2 separate regions of the Hordeum vulgare genome follow, and region 2 is linked to region 1. The links are chromatin contacts, called in public Hi-C maps. All regions are on one chromosome and are shown on one strand. Each heading gives the region's core, a stretch centred on a gene start, on an enhancer-like site or on the middle of the called end of the contact. The rest is flanking DNA. Distances are from core to core; before and after follow the strand shown. Region 1 holds the start of LOC123427819 (GPI mannosyltransferase 2-like). Region 2 holds the start of LOC123427820 (imidazoleglycerol-phosphate dehydratase 3, chloroplastic).

Region 1 (6,431 bases), core at 2,537-5,036:
CCGCGTGTTGATACATTGCCATCTAAAGATGCTGAAGCAGCCCTGGTTGTAACAGATTTTCTCTTCTTAACCTCAGTGTTCCCTGTTCAAGCATAACAGAGTTAGGTTCAAACTTCAGTTCTCCAGTAGCCTATATTGATAACAATAGCTTGAGGCCAATTCTGGGTTTTTTAAGGACACTTCAAGTTCCTCAACTCCTAGGCATGTGTTAAGAAAGTTGAAAAATATCACTTTCCAATTATCTTTCAAAAAAGAGACAAAATGTTGACAGTTGATAGAATGTAATAGTACCTTGCTTTTTACTATTTAGTCCGGTAGAAATTTCGCTCTTCAACACCGTGGCAAATTCTGAGCTTTCATATGCTTCAACTAACCTCCCCTCAATATTGGCAATTATCTGCTCGTGTATGCTAGTTGATTGGAAGAGTTGGTGAAGCAATTTTATGTAGTGAACTATGGAATAAACTGCAAGAGACAGTACTGGTGAAGCCAAAAGAAAGTTGGGCAGCTGCTTGACTTGAAAGTATCTCAAGAAACCAACTCCCCTGAAAAGAAAGATATAAAATAACATAAAGCTAGTGAACAACGGGAGCATAAGTTTTCAGAAGATGGCAGTCAAAGAGCAAGCTTAGTAGAAGAGTATGTAAAATTGTAAGGAGAAATGCACATACACGGACATTCTTTAACCAATCAAAACAACACAAGTACTTCAAATTCTTGTGGACATAAATGAGAATGGAGTTTGCCTATTTTCTATACGTGGGGCACACAACCCTAGCATGGAGATCCCAGATTACCAAGCATGGCATCCTAGTGACTTGACAGCATACACTATTGGTGCAACAGAACAGAACGACAAAAGAACAGGCATAACACTCTCCACAAAAGATGAATATGGAATTATCATGGCTGTATAAGAGAAATGGTGACTCCTTATAACTCAGAAAAACTCTTGTTAAGCATACAATCATATTGATATACGAGTTGCAAAAAAATAATAATTAGAACACAATCCCAAGGTTGTCAAATACAGAATTCAAGGGAAAAGCAATGATCAGACTTTATAAATTGTTGAGCTGGTGCTGGTAAAAATGAGATGAAAATGAAACAATTACCAGTAGTGACTCTGAATAAAACTATACAAAAGGGGCAGTTTTGCTTTGCACCATGGCCTCAGCTCATCCGTGTACCCGTGTAGGCATATGTTCAAATATCCATATGCTTGAAAGGCAAAGAATGGTAGGAATATAAAAGTTGAGCGCAAAAATCCAGTGACAAGGGCCTGCACTGCCCACTTGGACAAAGAAAAATGTAATACCGTTAGGTAGACATAATTCCCTCAACTGCACTCATGTAGTCCAACAAAACATCAGCTTGGAGTAAAATATATGGTCATGTAGAAGATATTCCACAAAAATATCATATTGGTTAAACATGTGAAAGTATGTGTACATTTAAAATTTGGTGGACAATTTTGATCATTTATAGTATGGGTACTTATCCAACTCTATAGCATGCATCGGATTATATTTTCGCATGCACACAAAATTTCACATCATCACTACATTTTAACTTTTTGAGAAAAAAAATCAAACTTCCTGGTGAAAAATTGCATGGGATGCGTACGAGTTTGGGTGCTCTTCAGACATATGGCCTCTTCATGTTAGCTCGTATGGTAAGCCCCATACACAACAACATAAAAATTCCAAAATATTAAAAGAAACTGTACCATGTGCCTTTTCTTCTGGATAGCAGCATCATATGCTTGTAGCAAAGCCTCAAAACAGATATAGCCAGCATTAAGTGCTCCATTTGACCTAGCTGAACCAGAGAGTGCGAGCATTATCATTGCAACGGTACGAGAACCGAAAAACAGGTAGAACAGTCCTCCGAGCGAAAAAAGGGCATAAAGACTTTCTGAATATCTGCCAAAACAAAAACATGCTGCTGTTAAGTCATAGCTAGTACATGATTCGTTGTGGCGTAAAGGCAAAGAAGTTTACAGGGATGAGTAGAACACAGAAGCAGGATTGAAGCAAAAAAGAACAGATGCACGGTAGGCCGCTCCTGAGTCCTTCAAGATCAGCACAGATAATCTGTAGGAAGTAGAATAAAGGGTCACTTTTTCACATTAGAATAAATAGTTGTATTGATGCTAGGCAAAGTGAATCTACATATTATTAGACATGAGAACAACTCGTTGGTGGTTGTGCAAACGGCAATATTTGTGAATGAGAAATGGGTAGTCCTGCACTCGAAATGAATGTATTACAACTAAAATTTGAAGGCAGATTTTTATCGCAATTACTCAAACTCTATTATTAAACTATGATGGATACCAAGACTGAAACATCAAGCATCCAAATGATTAAACACACTAATATTAGTAGATCATTATGCGCACAAGCATGACTCTGATAGAATGAATATCTGTTGACATGATCCAAAAACCTAAAACAGCACTTTTAAACATAGAAATCCTAATTACACTGAAATAAATACGCCAATGTGTGTAGCTGAAGAGCGTCAGTCACCTGTAGAAATAGGCCGCGGCGGCAACAAACGCCACATTGTTCAGAACATGCCCGGAGATCACGAGCACGGCCCTGTACCCCAGCATCGGCACCAGCGGCGCGAACACTGCAGAAGGAAAAGGGGCCAAAACCCAACACCAAACCAGATCAAGAAGACACCTCAATGATGAGAAGTTGAGGTAGAGGTGAGGTGACTTACGGGACCGGGAGAGGAGAGTGATTGAGGCGGGGAGGAGGGGGAGGAAGGCGAATGACTGCTCGTACTCGTAGCCGCACTCGGCAGCGCGGGCGAAGTGGACACCATCCCATACGGCTAGGGACGAGATGGTGGCGGTGGTGGAATTAGAAGAGGAGGTGGAAGGGGGGAAGGAGGGGGAGGAGAGACAAGGCGGGTGAAGGGAGGCGGAGGTGTCGTAGGGGCGAAAGAGAAGGCAAGCGAGCAAAGAGAGAGTAAGGACCAAGACGCGGGAGGCGGCAGCGAGCCGGACGATGGTGACGAGCGGCGTCGCCATGGGCCGGGCGGGGGGAAGGCGCCGTGAGAGCAGAACACTGGCAGGGTGGATCGCTGACTCACAGATGGTTTTCCAACCCGTCTGGTTCCTAAAACATTACCTATGGATTTAGAAGTTTCACTCAATGGAATTTTTTCCATAAAATTTAGTACAAAGGATTTTCTAGCGGAAGAAAAGATCATAAAACTCAATACTACGAATCAAACATTACATATGGAGAAATCACAAAGATTTGAACCCCCAAAATCTTTTATGAGGACCATTTGAATAGAAGAGGCTCTTACCCTGCTCTAGAGATAGCTCATATTCTTAAGTCTTGATTATCTTGTCTAGCGGGCTAGGGGGAAATGGGACATGGTGCATCATCTGTGAAGACAGTACACAGCAAGCTACGAATAGTAGCACCTAAACAGAGCTATACGTCTATGCCTCCAAGAAACACAACAGGAATCCTCTTGTTATTTTCACAAGCCAACAACAGCAAAGCAAGGCAGCGAGCATCAAGCCATGAAGCCATTCTCGGACAAATCCATCGGCCAATACAAGTTGACAAGCAAATCCATCAATCAGTCTCTGTTTCTATCTCTAGTTTCCTATAACAATATCACATCAACAACATACGTATCGCCTAATCTAACCCATAAGAAAATGGATAGAAGGAGAACGGAATCAATGTAGACATACCTGTTGGTGGCACGGTGCTCACCTCAGTGGCGGATCTAGGGTTTCAAAACAGGGTAGTCCACCTAAAAACAATTGACAACAAATATGACATGCCAGCATTCTAATTAATTTACCAATAGCACATACAAACAGATCAATATGGTCTTACAGACATACTAGATTTCTCAATTTTGCATGAGAAGCCTACATAATACATACCTCGAGAAGTACAAGAAAGACAATGTGGCATTGTTAATCTGTTATAAAGTGGCATTGCTACAGTAACTTGTTAGAGTGCCATTTTAGAGCAACTTATTAGAGTGGCAAACAATCAGATCAGGTGTTCATGTACTGGATAGCAAAAAGCTATGTGTATGTGCTGATACGACTATGTGTTCATGTAGTGGATAGCAAGTCTGTTTAGCTAACGCAATAGACTTGACTCTTCCACCTGATTGATGTAGCAGACAGGAAAGAGCAAACCCTAAATCAGAAATTGGGGAATGGGAAATGCCGCAGTGGACAACTTGCCTCGAGTCCTCAAATCGGGCTAAAGGCTGGACGCCGGGCAGGGTTGCCGGCAGAATGCCGGAGTCGGCGGGGAGCGGACTGGGCGGCAGGCGCCGGTTGGCAGGTGCGCCAGGGGGACGCGGTGGCGCCCAGCGCCGGCCGAGCGGGGCCGGCAGGGGCGGCTGACGGCGAGGCAAGCGGCGAGATCGGGAGCCGAGCGGGCGGCCGAGGTCGGGGACGAGCAGGGTGCGTCTGTCTGTGTGCGTTTTTTTTTTTTTTTTGAGCGGTAGTCTGTCTGTGTGCGTTGTATGGCAGTATGGGTCGGGACGAGTAAGCCATTGTTTCTTGGGCCTTTTCTTCCACTCAATTTTCTATGGTATGGCCTGGTCTAAAATCTCAGGGTGGGCCGCAACCCACCCTGTAGACCTTTCTTCCCTCCTTGTTCTTCTTGGTTTACAATTTTTTTGTGCCACACCAATGTTTGCATGTAAAGTGTATAGTAGTATAAAAAATTTAGAAGAAAACACTCAATTTCGCAGGTCATTCCATGACCTTGTGTTGATGGAGTATCTAATCTAGCATGTCAATGCCGATCCCAGTCTCTAAAGGCAAAGTGGAAACTACGCTGAACCCAGTCTCCGGAGATCATTTTATGCGTTTTCATGTTTTTGTAGTTGAATTTCTTAGAGTTTTGGTAGAGTAAACTTGCTATTACAGATCAAAGTTTAAGACTTTAAATGTTCATTCTGGTTAAGTTCAACTTCTGGGTCCATCACTGCCTGAAACAAATTAAGAGTAGCTGACCAAACCTCCATGTTTTTCTTACTTTAATATTACAAAGCTCGTTGTGCAGAAAAAAATCATTTTTATTCTTGAACTTGTAGAGCTTAGCTAAGTCGAACCCTCAATTTCGGATCTTGATCGTTGGCACCCTGAACTTATCAATCTTGATCTAAATCGAACCATGGAGTTGTTTTTCACGTAATGGGATAATTTGCTACTTTCCCTAACTCACATGGACCAACCTATATTTATTTTCCACCTCTAGTCTCCTGCGGGTCGCCAAGTAAATGATTATTTTTGTATTCGTGCCCACTTGCAGATGAACTTAAGCTGCTTTCCTTAATTCTTTTTTCTCGTACTCATGCCCAGTAACTCTTTTTTTCTCTCTTTTGATTTCCCATTCCTGTAATTTCTACTTTCATTCTATATCCCTTTTTAGTTTTTATTTACAATTTCCTTAGGCATTTTTATTTACCTATTTATTTTTCTTTCTTTCTTTGATTTTTATCTTCCCCTTTGTCTATTTTATTATCAGATATGTTTGTAAACATTATGTATCTACTTACATTTATATTTCTGAATATTCATTAAGCATTTTACAATACATGGTCAATTCTCTTAAATATATGTAGATTTTTTTTCAACTTTGTAAGTGTTGCTAAAATTCATGAACATGTTTTAAACTTGTGAATGTTTTTTAAAAAACATGAAAATTAGTTCAATTTCATAAATAATTTTTGACTTTGCATTTATTTTCGAGAGTGTGATATTTTTTCAATTTGCAAAAGATTTTCAAACTCATGAACATACTTTTCAAATTCATGAACACTTTATAAATTTGCAAACATTTTTTGAGTTCGTGAACATTTTTTTTTCATTTTTTGAGTTCATGATCTTGTTTAAAATTCATGAACAGATTTTTATATTCAAAACATTGGAGTTCACGAATTTGTTTTCAAATGCAAGAAACCTTTTCAAATTTATGAACAGTTTTTGAGTTCATGAACATTTTTTCAAACTCCTGAACCTTTTTAAAATTTGGGAATAATTTTTATTTCCGAATTGTTCACAGATTTGCGAGCATTTTTTGATTTCACGAACATTTTTCGAAACTCCTGAAGTTCTTTTGCTGTTAATTTTCGAACATTTTTTCTGATTTGCAAACATGTTTCAATATCATGCATATTTTTTAAAATTCGTAAAATAAACCATGACTATTTTGCAGTTTGGCCAACCCATCAAAGGAGCGACCTAAGAAATGTAATCCCATAATCGTTGCTTTTCCGGTGCACCAAACAGCTCCAGAGTTCGGTTTAATCCGAGATTGGTAAGCTCAGGGCGCCAACAACCTGGATACGGAATTAGGGGTTTGATTTTGCTAAGCTCTACCTCCCTAAAAAAAAGACTACGATCTACAAATTTTAGGTTT
Region 2 (6,725 bases), core at 3,464-5,963, 170 kb after region 1:
AAGGCTAACATATCCACCACCCGCTTCCCAGCTGATGATAACGTTATTACCAGGGGAAAAAGAACCTATCGGCTGAGAGTCCGAGACCTATCAACCAGCCTCATCGCTTGGAAACATTGCCAAGCGGTGTGGGGGCGTAAGACAATCTTACTCTGCTCTTTGAAGATTTCTGTTCAAAGACGGACCTGGAACTGAACCAAACAAGTACCGCGGCACATCAACTAGGCAGAGGCAGTCATCATCACCAGATCCGGATGATGATTGGTTGATCGGAATGCTGAGGGCACACATTATTATTCTATACCCTCTTTTCAAATATAAGATGTTTTGGCAGTTTAAAGACAAAGAAGGTAGTACTATGAGTTTTGCTTTATTCTCTTGAGTGGCCAAACCATTATCACAGGCACAACGCCACGTGAACCGATGCCAAATCCATATTTCAGAGGTATAAATAATTTCAGAATGTCAAGTCGTTTGCAGCCTTTTATCTTCAGGCATGCAATCCGAAGCAGCGGTTGGTCCAGGGAACAGCCGAAATTGCAGCGGTCAGCAGATACATTGTGCCAATGGTAGCAACATAAACAAACCCTGACGACAAGATGGCAGGTCATTTCGACGCTCTTCTTGTTGCAAGCCCAGCGGACTCCAAGCGCAAGTAGCAACAGAGATGTAGTAGGCGACCGTCCATCTGTCCACTTCGAGGGCGAATGGCGTGCATCCAGTTTTTGGTCTTGCGACACTACGACCTTGACAGAACACCTTTCGAGCTGCGATTGAGTCAAGCAAGTTACAATCAGGGATGCCATTGTTCATCACAAAAATCAGTACAGATTAACAATATTCCTGTTAAGTTGCTCTACATTATTGTACCGATCTGTCATCTACTACCTCTGTTCCTAAATATAAGACGTTTTGTTTAAACTGCCAAAACAGTTTTTTTCTGAACAATATTTGGCTATTTGCAGTGAGTGAGGACACAAACCTGGGTATAGTGCCACGTCGGCGTAAGTCATATTCCGTTGCTTGTCGAAGCGCCCTGGCAAATGCTTTGAAAGTTGCCTCAATAATATGGTGCGAGTTGTTCCCCGCAAGCTTGTGAAGGGAAGAAAAAGAGTGAGTGCAGGGTTATGTATACTTAACCAGGGTCAAGAAACAATTGTATTGGCTCAAATATCACCAACAAAAATTGTACTAGCATTGACCCAAAGCTTACGAAGAGGATTTCTTTGAAACTGAAGCAAAATATACCTGACGGATGTGAAGCGTCATCCCAGATGTATTCACAAGGGACTGGAAAAAGTGCTCAACTAGCTGTCATAAAAAAATGGTTTGCCTAAGTTGATAGCAGCGACATACAGAGTAAGAGGATCGCATCACCCTAACTCAAAAAACGACTAGCAGATATTGTGAAGATATGTCAGAATATATTGCCTGTGGAGAGGAAAATTCGAATTTAACAAAACTGGAAGCGGAAATGATAATCTAAAGTAAACTTGAATGAACAAGTCATATTTCATATTTGACAATGAGAATCATTCTTAAGTCTGACATAAATAGCAGACAATTGAAAATATCTGTCGAAATTTTGCAAATTACCTGTGTATCATATGTCCCAACTCTCTCAGTAGGAATACTCAAGCCACAGCTCAAATGAGGTCGACCAGATAGATCCTGGATTCAGAGGGAAAAATAATGACTGGCAAACATCTAAGCTCAACAAGGCATAGTTTAACTGGTCAGTAGATATTTGCATATTCACCATGACAACAATGTCAGAATTGTTGACAAGCAATAGGTGACCCAAATTTTAGATAAATGTCATGGCCGACCATAGGTGGGACCAGCATTATGTGCGCAGGGCTAGGGCAGAGCCTGCAGCCTGAGACTTTTCTCGTCATTAGAATTGTTAAGATAGGAAAGAATCAGAGTTTGTTAGGGAATGTTCAGAGTTTTGTTAGGAAAGGGTCTGATCCAACTTGGGGATCAAGTAGATGTCGTCGTGTAAGCCTTAGGGCATCTCCAACGCAGAAGCGCTTAAATTTGCATCTCCAACGCAGAAGCGCTTAAATTTCTGGGCAGGAACGCATACAGAAGCGCCCGGACGCTAGCGTTAGTATTTTGTACTGGTTTTTTAAGCGCCCGACTCCTCTTCATGCATCAATGCAAAGAAAGGAACCGGGAATCAGTAAAAGGAAACTGCCAAAACAGCTGGGATTTAATCCCTAGCGCCCAGGCCTAAGTGCCTGCATTGTACATGCCGTTAGAGGCATTAATCAATAAAAAAAGAAAAACCAAAAAACGGAGGTTCACCTCCAACAACCCTCTCGCCCACCTCTCTCTCAACACTACGGCACAGCAGCCTGCTCACGAATACACTTGCCAGTGCTTGGGTCATGAAAAATGATACAGTGAAATAACAGTCTTGCTATCATTCAAGTCTTAACTTATGTGAATGGATGATTCAGAAAAACTATGGCAAAAACAAAGCAAAAAGGTTCTTGATAACAGTCCTCAACAGTCAAAATATACAGACCAGCCTATAATAACATGAGATGTTCATGTAATAAGAGCACAAAATTATTTTAATGCCTGATCATTATCAAAGTGAAGAACCAGACAGATGGAAGTTGTAATTCAGTTATGTGTTAGCAAAGGTAAGAGGCTCAAGAGCTCATAAATGCCAACATAGACATGCAACCTCCTAAATGGAGATTGCAGGCATGGTAGTTAAATGAAGAAGATGGTCCTGCATACCAGTATAACCTCAACTGCTGCCTCATCAAGTGGTGCTGTAAAATGTCCAAACCGGTTGATTCCTTTTCGGTCACCAAGTGCTTGAAGTAATGCCTAAAAGGAAAGAAAAAAAATGTCACCACAGTAAACTTTTGCCTGTAAGATAGGAGAACATTGAACATTGGATAGTTCAGAATTCAGTAAAGAATAGAAATATGGCATATGCAAATTTAGCAATGAGGTCAAAATGAAATCCATACAACAATTTCTAGAAGTACTACGCCAAGTTGGAAAAGAATAACAGAAAAAAATCACCGTTCCAATTGCTAAAGCAATATCCTCATTCGAGTGATGATCATCAATGTGTGTGTCACCCGTCGCCTTCACGTATACATCAAACAGTCCATGAGATGCCAGTTGCTGTAAGTTGCAAACTGAAAGTTAATGCCTAGCTTTGACCAGAAGAAAAAACACTCACACGGCAAGAGTTAGAACCTTCTACTGTCAAGCACAAGATATACACAGAACATAATACTGGACCATTCAGAGTGCATCAACCTTCAAACAGAAATACTTTTCAATATTTTATTTCTACTTGTGTTGGGTTTTGCTACGCTACCACTTTACTGCAGTTGCGTTTCACGTATTAATTTCAGATGTAAGGGCTTGGTCATCCACAGTAGCCATTGCTGTCAGTTTGTCACTGATGTGGAATAAGAAAAGCCTTACATTTCACACATACAGACATTAGTTAATAAGAAGAAGAGTAGTAACAATCTTTGCATGGATCACATCACCCTTGGGGAAGAAAAATCAAATAAGAATTCCCATCCCAATTGCTCAACATCACCTTTAACACGTGCAACTTGAAAGGCAGCAGACTTCTCTACAGCAGGACCCCTTCAGGCTTAGTTGTGTACGCATCACTTTCTCCTAATAATAACAGGATTGTACTAATCATGCTCTTAAACATCTAAAGTTATCATGCCCTCTATGTAGGCTTTGACCAACACAAATTCAGAGCACTAGTTGCCATTTTTGTCTGTTTATCCATTTCATGGGTTCGAGTTAAGGACTTAAGGTATTGTTTCGTCTTGTCTTCTTCACACAGATGCAATAGAAATCGCATTCTTGCTTCCCAAAAAGAGCTGCGCTCCTTTTTCTTGGAACAAAATGGAAGATATATTGTCTACAAAAAATTCTGAATCCACAACTACTGACATGAGGAGTAAACCATACTCACATCAAGCATGTGATCCAAGAAGGGTATCCCTGTGCTGGAGTTGGCAACACCAGTGCCGTCCAGGTTGATCTTGACATGCACATTTGTCTCCTTGGTTACCCGCTTGACCTCTCCCAACCTAGATGACACTGAAAACAATGAACAGAATAAGAGATAAGTAGCTAGTAGAGGAGCTGAACAACGGTGACTTCGACAATCATAACACAGGTAGTACAAATCACATGCACGAAGCAGCATGGCAAACAGAGTAGGAGTAGAAATCGAACCACCTGTGGAGTCCTCGGGCGCCATCGGAGAGCCGTTCCCGCCGACGCCGCTGGCGGCCATGGCAGGCGACCTCAGGCGAAGCGATGGTCCGTACGGCCGAGCGGGGAAGGCGACCCCGGCCCCGGACCTCAGCGGGGATTTGGGGAACGGAGAGGCCCGTGCGGAGTGTAGTCGGGAGAGCGAGGGAGAGAGGGACGGCGCGGTGGTCATCAGCGAGAGCTCGCGGTGGGCGCGAAGTCGAGCAGGCCTGGGCTGGGGTTGGACTTAGCGACCGGGAAATTCGGGCAAGGCTGCACTGGAACTCGAGCTCGGATCGAATACGCTCCGCGACAGCGCGGCGGCGGGGCGGACCCCGGAGCTGGAGGTGGGCGTAGGGCCCGGAGAAACTCGAGGTCAGCGGCGGCGGAGTGAGGACGGGAGGGAGGAGGGGTAGGGGCTCGTCAGCGACAGGCAAAAGTTGGGCCGGAGGAACTTGGGCCGTATTTGGTCACGGTGTCCCTAACCTGGACGAATGGACCAGTTGGGCATAGACAGTGACTGACAGTCTAGCGATGAAAAAAAATCAACAGGTTAGGTTTTAAACTTGAAAAAAAAATGTGTTGCAGCAAAAAAATTATAACAATTTATTGTGTGCAAAAGTTGGGTCGCTTTCTCACCCTCGATATGGATTGACGAGCCGCCGGCATCAATTGTAAGTTGGATGGTTGGACGATGTAACAGTCTTTTTGATTTGATATAATAGATATAGAGCTCATGAAGATTTTTTTTATAAATGCTGCGTTGCTTTCTAGTAAAAGATATAGGAGTACCACCGTTTCTGAATATACGTATACTGGTTTATAAATAGAAACCCAAATTAATGCGATGGCGACGGGTGTAAGTAATGCGAAGCTGCAGGATAGCCAATGATGCGGACGCGTATTCACCCGGGAACAGCTACGCGCAACCGTATCTACGCTACGTCCATGATTACGCCCATCAAATATTACGTACTACAGCTTCTCCTGTCCTTTCCTTGCTTTCAAATTCAATTGCGCCATTGAAGCAAGAAAGGAAAAGAAGAAGACCGGTCAGTCGGTCGATGGGGACGGCCATTGAAGGAAGGGCTAGCGAGCTCGCATTCATGTCGAGCGGTTGCACCCAGCAAGATGACATGGACACGCATGCACTCCTACGGCCAGCAGCAGATAGACCAACGATGGTGGACCTCGTCTGGCGCATATAAATGTCAACCGGGAACCAACCCCTGCATTGATTGGCGGCGAACCATTCATTCATTGCGCGCGCGGGGCTTGTTTTTTAAGACTCGATCGCGCTTTTTTCCCCTGCCCTCTTCCGCTCCTCGGCTCAACCCTGTGAGGGTGCTTCATACGTTTTAGTTTCATGATTAAAAGTAACGAGATTAAAATTTGCTAGCCTCATCCATGCTTAATCCAAGTAGTACTAAAGAGACTAAAATCAAGTTAATGAGCATTTATTATTCTCCAAACCTTTTAATCCAAAACTTGCATGAGGAGTTAAATGAGGAATGAGAGGACTAATGCATATTTTAGTAGGGGTATCCCTGACTAAAAGTTTTTAACCTTAAGACTAGTTTTAGCCTTTTTTTAGTCAGGGGTGCTTGGAACTTTAGCCTCTTAAAGAGACTAGTTTTAGTCAGACTAGTTTTAGTCTCTTGGATCCAAGCACCCTCCGATTTGCTTCATCTATCCAGGCACAGTGCAAATCATGTCGACTTCCAAAGTGCCAAAAAAGTCCCTTCCATAGGGACTTCTTCCTTTAGTCCCAAATACCCCATTTTAGTCCTTAAAAGTCCCTCCTGTTTCTTTTACATGAGACTAAAAAAAACTTTTTTTAGTCCCTACACAAAAAAGTCCCTGGAAAGAAACACCCCCTTAGTGGACACAGGTGCACGCATGAATGGATATGGTTTAGTCGGCACATCGGCGGTTGGCGGAGCGCACAAGCAAGCTACTCCCTCCGTCCGATAATAAGTGTATTTTTTTCTTTTCTGTCAGTCAAACTAGTTAAATTTTGACTAACTTTATTGAAAAATGTGCTAGCATTTATGACATCAAATTAGTATTAATAGATTTATCTTTACATAAAGTTTTCAAATATGTCATTTTCATGTCATATATGTTGCTAGTATTTTTTATAAAATTTGTCAAATTTTAAAAAAATTGACTAAGTACAAATCTATATGTACATTTATTTGTGGACGGAGGGAGTAGCTAGCTAGTGCTACACTACTACGAGGAAGAACTGTGTGGTGATTGTCTGGGAATTCTCTTGTTGGGCCGCTGTGCAGCGCACGACTTTCTTGTGCTTAATCATTGCAGGCCGGTCGCATGCAGATGCGATGCGACCATGGGGTGGAAGTGGGTGCAGTAGGTAATTATAGTAACCATTAGTGCAAACTTTGCTCTTGGTCAGAATTTCTCCTCGTCGGTGCCAACTGCTCTGCCGTCTGCCGTTGCAA

What was found. Hi-C and Micro-C count contacts between places; a contact is called where the count stands out from the background.
Region 2: a contact with region 1 is called in a Hi-C map of seedling, with 1.7 times the contacts expected there. The contact joins the promoter of LOC123427820 here to the promoter of LOC123427819 in region 1. A contact is called at or near these places in 2 of 6 Hi-C or Micro-C datasets (leaf and seedling).

Annotation. Positions count from the first base shown.
Region 1 is chr2H:613,282,820-613,289,250 of MorexV3_pseudomolecules_assembly, forward strand. LOC123427819 (GPI mannosyltransferase 2-like) reads right to left here and starts at 3,787. Exons shown (of 8, transcript XM_045111951.1): 1 at 3,731-3,787; 2 at 2,535-3,134; 3 at 2,004-2,096; 4 at 1,730-1,925; 5 at 1,116-1,294; 6 at 292-545; 7 at 1-82. The coding sequence starts at 3,046.
Region 2 is chr2H:613,449,671-613,456,395 of MorexV3_pseudomolecules_assembly, forward strand. LOC123427820 (imidazoleglycerol-phosphate dehydratase 3, chloroplastic) reads right to left here and starts at 4,714. Exons shown (of 8, transcript XM_045111955.1): 1 at 4,246-4,714; 2 at 3,977-4,104; 3 at 3,049-3,153; 4 at 2,755-2,847; 5 at 1,597-1,671; 6 at 1,249-1,311; 7 at 983-1,092; 8 at 352-767. The coding sequence starts at 4,453. The coding sequence ends at 740.